2 separate regions of the Gossypium hirsutum genome follow, and region 1 is linked to region 2. Evidence: chromatin contacts called from public Hi-C data. All regions are on one chromosome and are shown on one strand. The core of a region is the stretch at or near the end of the contact, and the rest is flanking DNA. Distances in the headings are between cores, read along the strand shown.

Evidence for each region. Hi-C and Micro-C count contacts between places; a contact is called where the count stands out from the background.
Region 1: a contact with region 2 is called in a Hi-C map of hypocotyl, with 2.9 times the contacts expected there. The contact joins the promoter of LOC107929391 here to the promoter of LOC107939540 in region 2. A contact is called at or near these places in 5 of 34 Hi-C or Micro-C datasets (callus, hypocotyl and leaf).

Annotation. Positions count from the first base shown.
Region 1 is chrA08:114,485,928-114,489,739 of Gossypium_hirsutum_v2.1, reverse strand. It overlaps LOC107929391, which reads left to right and starts at 1,432. Exons shown (of 4, transcript XM_016860798.2): 1 at 1,432-2,276; 2 at 2,371-2,442; 3 at 2,538-2,583; 4 at 2,677-3,219. The coding sequence starts at 1,680. The coding sequence ends at 2,543.
Region 2 is chrA08:114,206,365-114,210,322 of Gossypium_hirsutum_v2.1, reverse strand. It overlaps LOC107939540 (ethylene-responsive transcription factor 5), which reads right to left and starts at 2,242. Exons shown (of 1, transcript XM_016872886.2): 1 at 898-2,242. The coding sequence starts at 2,020. The coding sequence ends at 1,043.

The sequences.
Region 1 (3,812 bases), core at 183-2,682, 280 kb before region 2:
AAATTAAGAAATAGATTATACTAAGAAATACATTTAGTTTGACAAGGGATATAATTAAAGATTAGTGCCTTATTTTTATGAAGTAGATTTGGGAGACACTAGAAAATTATAGTCCTCTTAGCACATAGACTGTTGAATGGATGAGACAAGATCATCATAAATGAAATTTCTGACATAATATGTAAGTGCATAACCTTGTTGGTCCAAAAATGTTCTATGAGTTATTTATATATATTTTTAGGGGATTCCTTAGCACTTCATTATGTTATTATCTTTTAAGTAAGAAGATGTATAATTTTTACCAAATATAAAATTATTTATATGAAATAAAATTTGAATTTAAGATTTTAAAATTTTCAAGACCTTAACCTTGACATCAAGTCATAACTTTATTTACTACAAGTTTATTTTTTAAAAATTGTTATCAATGATAATTATTTTTGTTTTCACTTTTTCTTTACTTTTTTTTTTCTTTTTTAATTATTTTTTTATGTAAATACATGTTAAATATTTAAAATTTACTTTAATTATAATATTAGGTTAAAATATGACTGAATTATACATAAATTTAAAGTATTTATTTTTAATTAAAATAAAAAATATTTTTTATATAAAATAATTCAAAAATATTAAAATAAATCAATGAATAAACTAAATAGAAGATACATGGATAAATGATAGTAAGAGTATACTTATCTTTTCTTTTTTTTTTTTACTAAATTTGAGGTGGTAAGTATTTTTCATTACAATCTTAACATTTAATCTATTGATTATCAGGGTTGAATTTTCACCCCAAATCGTGAATTCGAGAGAGGGTAAATGGCAAAAAAAAATGTTTTTTAATCTAAATTTTATTTCTTTTTAAAAAAATATAAAGTTGAACGTATTAAAATGTTAAGAATTAATCATCTTATAAAAAGTAATTTTTAATTTTTTTTGAACTGAATTCAGTGGTTTATAGATGAAGTTATTCACATATTTGTTACCAATTTTGGCCTGAAGCCAAACTTCCAAAAGTAGTACATTAGAGTTGTGGTTTTTCAAACTTGTTTGGGTCGAAATATTTATCCAGATTTAAAGGTTTGCTTGAAATTTAAGATAGTTTGAATAAAAAGATTAGATTAAAAAATTAAACTCATTTAAAATATTGATAAATTTTGAACTTAAATATTTAACAATTAATTTCAACCCTAATCCGATCTATTTTTAAATTTATAGTATTTTATATTATACTATTTTTATATATTATATAATTTACTACACATAAAAATTAAATTAAATCTGAAATAATATATAGCGATAATGTAAATATTAAAAAAATTTAAAATAAATATAAATATAGAGAACCCCCAGTTCATGAAGACCTCTACCTTTTACTGCCGGTACACAACGTAAATAAATGGAACATCAAGCCTAAAAAATTCATAACATAAAAACCCGGTCCCCGGGTGATCTCGCTTTTGTATAAGTGACCTACGAAAAAAAATAAAGTTTATTTCTTCAACGAACATATTTGATATTTCTTTCTTCTTCCTTCTCATCTTTCAGGGTTGCTCTTCCTTTGCTCCGCCACTTCCTCCACCGCGCTTTGTTTTCTTTCTCAATTTCTCATCTTTTAAGAAGTGTTGGTCGTTTATGTGCAGTTGTTTCTTTGTTCGCTCTTGTTTTGTTATTTTTTTATGGCTACTGCACCGATAAAGTCTCAGCCTTTACACAACTTCAACTTTCCGTTTCTTAAATGGGGGACCCACGGAGGTGGTAGTTCATCCGCTGCCACCGCCGATCACAGCCGTTCTCCTGAATCCGACTCGGACCACGACCGTCTTCGTCCGACGCGTGTTGGGTCACGCTCCACCCGCATTCACCGCTCATCCTTTCCTCCACCACCGAAAGCCATCAAACAAATCCACCGCGAAGAAGAACAACGACAGCAACGAGAAGAAGAGTCGTCAAAGCCGCGAGAAAATGAAGCTGAAGAAGATGAGGAGGAGACTGTGCAGAGACCATGGAATTTGAGACCTAGAAAAGTGGTGATGGAGACGTCGGCGGCGGTAGTGACATCGGCGGCGGAAAAGACGAGTGAAACGGTGGGGCCGAAGTCGATGAGATTAAGGGGTTTCGCTGAAAATGGGGGAGTTGCGGAAAAGAAAGAAAAAAGGAAGTTCTGGATAGCTTTATCAAAGGAAGAGATTGAGGAAGACATCTTTGTTATAACAGGATCAAGACCTGCAAGAAGGCCCAAGAAAAGGCCAAAGAATATTCAGAAACAGCTTGATGTAAGGATTAATATTTCTGGGTTTTCGTTTTTCATTAATTTTCTGATAATCATTTAATCTATCCTCTTTTCTTTTTTTTTTTTGGACTTTTTAGAATGTTTTCCCTGGGTTATGGTTGGTTGGTACGACGGCTGATGCTTACCGTATTGCTGATGCTCCTGTTAAGGTTTGTTGCTTTATCTAAATTTTCATGTGAACTTGTTTGTATTTAGGATTTCCGTAGCTCATAACCGAAATCTCTTTTAACTTGTTTATCTGCAGAAATAGATCTATTGTTAGATGCAAAACAGATTACAAAATATGAAAGGTTGTCTCTAAATTTCTTTTAACTTTGGGGGATTTTTTTAGTTAAATTTCAAAGTCTGCAGCTGAAATAGTTTGGTGATGATGGTGTTTGCAGGGGATGGATATGGTATTAGTGAACTTGCAAATCTGGGAGCTTTGTAGGGGTATGGCACATTTGAGACCTCAATTTTTTTGTGGTATAATGAAAATATGACTTTTGTAAAGGAAAAGCATGAGAAGATATTTAATTTCTTATATGTGTTGTGCAAAGGGAAGAGTAGGGTTAGAGTTTTAGTTTAAGAAACCAAATATGAACAGGAATATGGATGAAATAGAGAGAGTTTCTTTCAAAGCTTTTGATTTCGCTATGCCAAATAAGTATTCCGATTCTGGGGTGTTGGGTTTTGTAGATTTTCTAATTCGTTGATTGCTTACGATGTTTGACAGGCTTCCCTACATCGGTGGGGGGCAGAGTTTCAAGCTGTGTAGTTAATTTGCAATCCGTAATTGGATGATTAACTTTAATATTGAGGGTACTACATTCTTCCTTTTATCTGGAAGAGCTCCTTCCTCTATACATATGAGTTTCGCAAGGAGGAACACTTTGAGAAGGTTCTAATTTTAGTTGATTAATATATATATATTTGCTTTGACTAAATATGACATCTTAGCATGAAGAAATCTTTATTGTTGTTGCTATATTATGCATTTTGATTTGGTCAAAATTGAATGGCAGTTGACAAGATAAATTCTATACATCTTACAAGACAATTTGAATGGCCCAAGTTTGAATATTTTGTCAGCTTGTGTTTCATGTAGGATCTTTAAGCACTTGTGAGATGATAATAAAAAAGGAAGCTTGTGTTTCAGTACTGACAGGACCTTAAAAATCATCTTAATCTCTTGAAGTAACACATTATTATCCACTGGCTTCTTTTTCTATGATTTGGCGATGGATTGTTGTGTGAAAACTTCTTATATCCAAAGCAAACATAATAGTGTCATATTTGTTCTGTTTTTTCTGTCAACAAGCCTCTGTTTTGATGTCTTAATAGTTAGTAAATTAGAAGCATATTCATTACTGATTACCAGAAAAAGAGTGACCTTTTATAAAGTTGAAAGTGCCTAGTTTTGCTGGATGTTTTATCTGATTCTTGCCCAAAAGAGAGGAAAATAAAAGGAAAATCATTAATCCTGCCATTTTTGCTATGAATAATTAACAAGTATACAACTATAAACCAATATTTTAAA
Region 2 (3,958 bases), core at 993-3,492:
CCAATATAAGGATAATTTTAAAAAATATACTTTTAGGTAATATTATCTTTCATCAATTAAGTATCATATTCTTATATTCAGAGTCAAATGAACCAAATAAGGTGTAGTTAACTGTTTCTATAACAGTTCTATTTCTCTGTCAAAATTTTGGATGTTATAAATAGGTAGTTGTTATGCACCTATAACAACATCTAAGAAACCTATAAAAACATTTGAGATTTAAATAATATTTAAAATTCTTTTTAAAATTTTAAATTAAAAATTATAATATATTTATAATGTTAATTTAGATAACATATTTAATAAAATTTACAAATGCAATTTTATTTATTAAAGATTATTTTCATTTAATAAAATATTGTTCAGATTTTTTATATAAAACTTAAACATTTTATTAAAATCTGTGAATGCTATTAAGTAGATGTTCATTATAATCAATCTTTCATTTTCCTCAACCCTTCTGCACCTTTCATTTTCTTATAATCCCTTCTATTTATGTATTAGAAAATGAGGAGTCTAATCCCCCTCTATATATGTAGGAGTATACTATTATTTTCATCTATTATTCTTGTGTTTTTTGTATTATTATCATTATTTTATAACAAGATCTTTAACTAAAATTTATTGAATTAATTCATTCAAGAATATAACTAATTTTATTAAAATTTGAGACAAAAAATTATAGCGAATTAATTTAGTTAAGAGTGAACTTCTCTTATTGTACTCGAGAACAAAAATAAAATATAAAAAATTAATTCTACAATAAAGTAAATTATTATAAAAATGACAGTTTTTACATGATAATGTATCAAATAATTTTATATTATGATGATAGACGTATTTTTTTTATACATTTAAAAGCTAATTAAATGAATTTTTAAATTAAAAATAATAATATTTTGTAATAAATATAATAAAAATAATTTATTGAAGTAATAGAAAGTGAATCCAAGTATACAACCAAAATATACAACCCAAAAAGAATTCCACGTCTTTCATAAAATATCCACGTCACTGCTCTCCATTTCAAACACTCGCAGCATCATACAACCATAACATGAGAAAACCCTAACGGCGATAATAGTGGCACGTTAAAAATCTCCTTAATTTCATTGTCCAAATCCCAAAACGCTGTCCAATTTGACGGCGTCAAAGGTGCATCACCGTTATCTCTCGCTTTCGTCCCGTTTTCGCTTTCTCTCTTCACCACCTTTGCCCGTTTTTCTTCTCCTTCGCTGTTATCTCTGCTCCGTTTCCTCTCTCCGTCACTGGCAGCTGACTCCAGCTTCCCGGCTTCGAGAGGGAAATTAAGGATGGCTTTTGAGCCACGTAGCTTAAAAGCGGCTCGGTCGTAAGCCTTAGCGGCTTCGATGGCCGTGTCAAAGGTCCCTAACCATATCCTAGAACCTCTTCGGGTCGGATCTCGGATCTCCGCCGCGAATTTCCCCCACGGCCTTTGTCGGACTCCTCTATAGTGCCTATTGTCTTCAGAATTTGATTTCTTCAGCTTGGGCCGAGTTAAATCCGGTTTATCAAATTGAATCCACTCCACCTTATGAGGTAACGAGATTTTTAGCGACGGCTTTCGAATCTTAGAGTTACAACCCGAGGAAACTTGAGGTTTTGCCGTTGAAAGTTCAGTGATTTGAGGATTGGTTTCAAATTCTAAGGAACTGGCATTGGATGGGAAGGACTTAGGTGTTATGAGATCTATAATTTGAGGTTTCGACTCGTATTCGAAAACATCACTTCTGTGTGGCTGGAATCCACGGAAATTGGGAGAAAATTTGAAGAAATCATTATTTTCAAGGCAATTAAAGTTAGACTCTGCGAGAGAGGAACCAGAGCTCGAAGTTTGTGAGTAAAGAGATTCAGGTTGAGAAGTAGAAACTCCCGCTTTTACCTCATTTATCCATCTATTTTCATTTGAAAAATTCCCCAATCCCACAGGAGAAAGTTCATCAAGTAAATAGTGTTGGATATATTGAAGCGCGGTTGATATTTCACTGCTTGTTTCCATAACCAACAAATTGAAAAAAGTTAGAGAAAAATCAGAGAACAGAAAAAGGAAAGAAACAAAGGATTGTTGTTGCGAGTTTAAATTAAGAAAAGATTTTCAGGTTTTTTGCCTGAGAGTAGAAGGGGAGAGTGGAAAGGTATTTATAACGCATAAGGAAGGTTGAATTTGAAGACTTGTCAAACTTTTCAACGGGGCTTCGACGATGGATGAAGGTTCAAGGAAGCTACAAACTTTTGTTTTTTCACTGTGCAAAAGGGATTTGTACCAGGTTGAATATTTCACCATCTGATTCCTTGAAAAAGTGGGTCAAATCGAGGATCGGACGGCTAGTGCTTGAGGTAATCTAATCTGCTAAGTTCTATATTATTATTAGAATAATTTATGTTTGTATCTCCTTTGTTGCTTTCTTGTTGCTTGCATTTCTTGGTTGGTTCTAAAAAAGGTTCTCCTTTGCATAAAAATATTTGACAAAGTTTCATAAAACAACTATTTTAATGATTACGTTAAAGGGTTATGAAGTAAAAGACAAAATTTTCTTCGATGATGGTTTGGTCAGCTGATGTAGCGGTAAACATGGATTAAGATGGAAGCTAATAATACAATATTGAACTTTAATCTTTCTAGAATGTTTTATTTGATTATTACTATTTAACTTGCAAGCAAAGAAGAAGGCTTTACAGGTTATACAAATCCAATTTACATTTGGATAAATACAAATGGTGTGTGAACTTAAGTTTATTTACCTATTCTCATGTTAAATGCTGATATGTTCAAATTCAAATCCTAGGTCTATAGTGGGGTGGGGGACTATTTTCTAAGCTTAATTAAATTTCATCCAGGAGCAGTGTACAAGGATCAAATACGATGGCCGGACAACCCTAGGAGTAATAACATATTGAGAATAGAGACAATCATAAGCACTGATGTAATAATAAACAATTAATTAAATCACAAAAGACAGATGGATTTGCTTTGTTCTTTCATCTTTCTTTTATTATCACTAGGTCTGCAATGAAATAATTTTCTATTTCCTTATTTGGTTTTTTTGGGCTTTTGGCTAAGTCTATATATATATATATATCCATACATCAATGCTTGTGATGTGAAACCTCTTCTGAAGAATGATATAATTAAAGCTTTGATGGAGTAGCATGGCCAATGAATAGATGTTTAGGTGAGAAGTGGTCAATCTGCGGTGTTGTATTACTGATTCCATGTCTTGAGTATCCACTTGGTCTCAAACTCAACCACTCCGATTGTTTTATATGATAAATGCATGTAAAGTGCCTGAGAGCTCATTTTCAAACCTAACCTAACCAAGTGGATTGATGAAAGCTTAAACCGAATCTAAGCGTATTATTGCCAATTCTTAAGTTGCAGTGAAATCACCGAGTTGTAATTATCGTTATGGTTAAAGTCATGGCTTAAAGACTTGGGAAATGATAGTATATTAATATGATTGATTGCATTGATTCATAAAATCTAGAAGCATTTATCGAGTCGTAGTTTTAGACAAGTATATATGGAAGATGCTTTTTTTTCCCATTGTTTTTTTACAAGGATTTGTTTTTTTTCAATCATAGAAGTATACACTCCTTTTAATTTTATGTTATCAATTTTAGATGTGACTGTTCATTATTATACATTCCTTATCCCCTTTGGTGCTAAAAAAAGTTGGTAATTTTGCATGGACTCAGGTTTGAACTTCAAACGTTAAGAACACGAGGATCCAACAGGATCAAGTTGCACAAGTTCATTAAGCCTTAAAAAACCCACAACAATGGGGAAATTGTTCATGGAGAATTGGATTTAGCAATCATGCAGCTGACCCAATGGTATATTCTCTTCTTTTAATTTGATATGCTTTGAGTAATTTTATTTGTTTAATTGGGAAATTTACTTCAAGTTTTGACAAGATCTAAACTAATCAAACGTGTA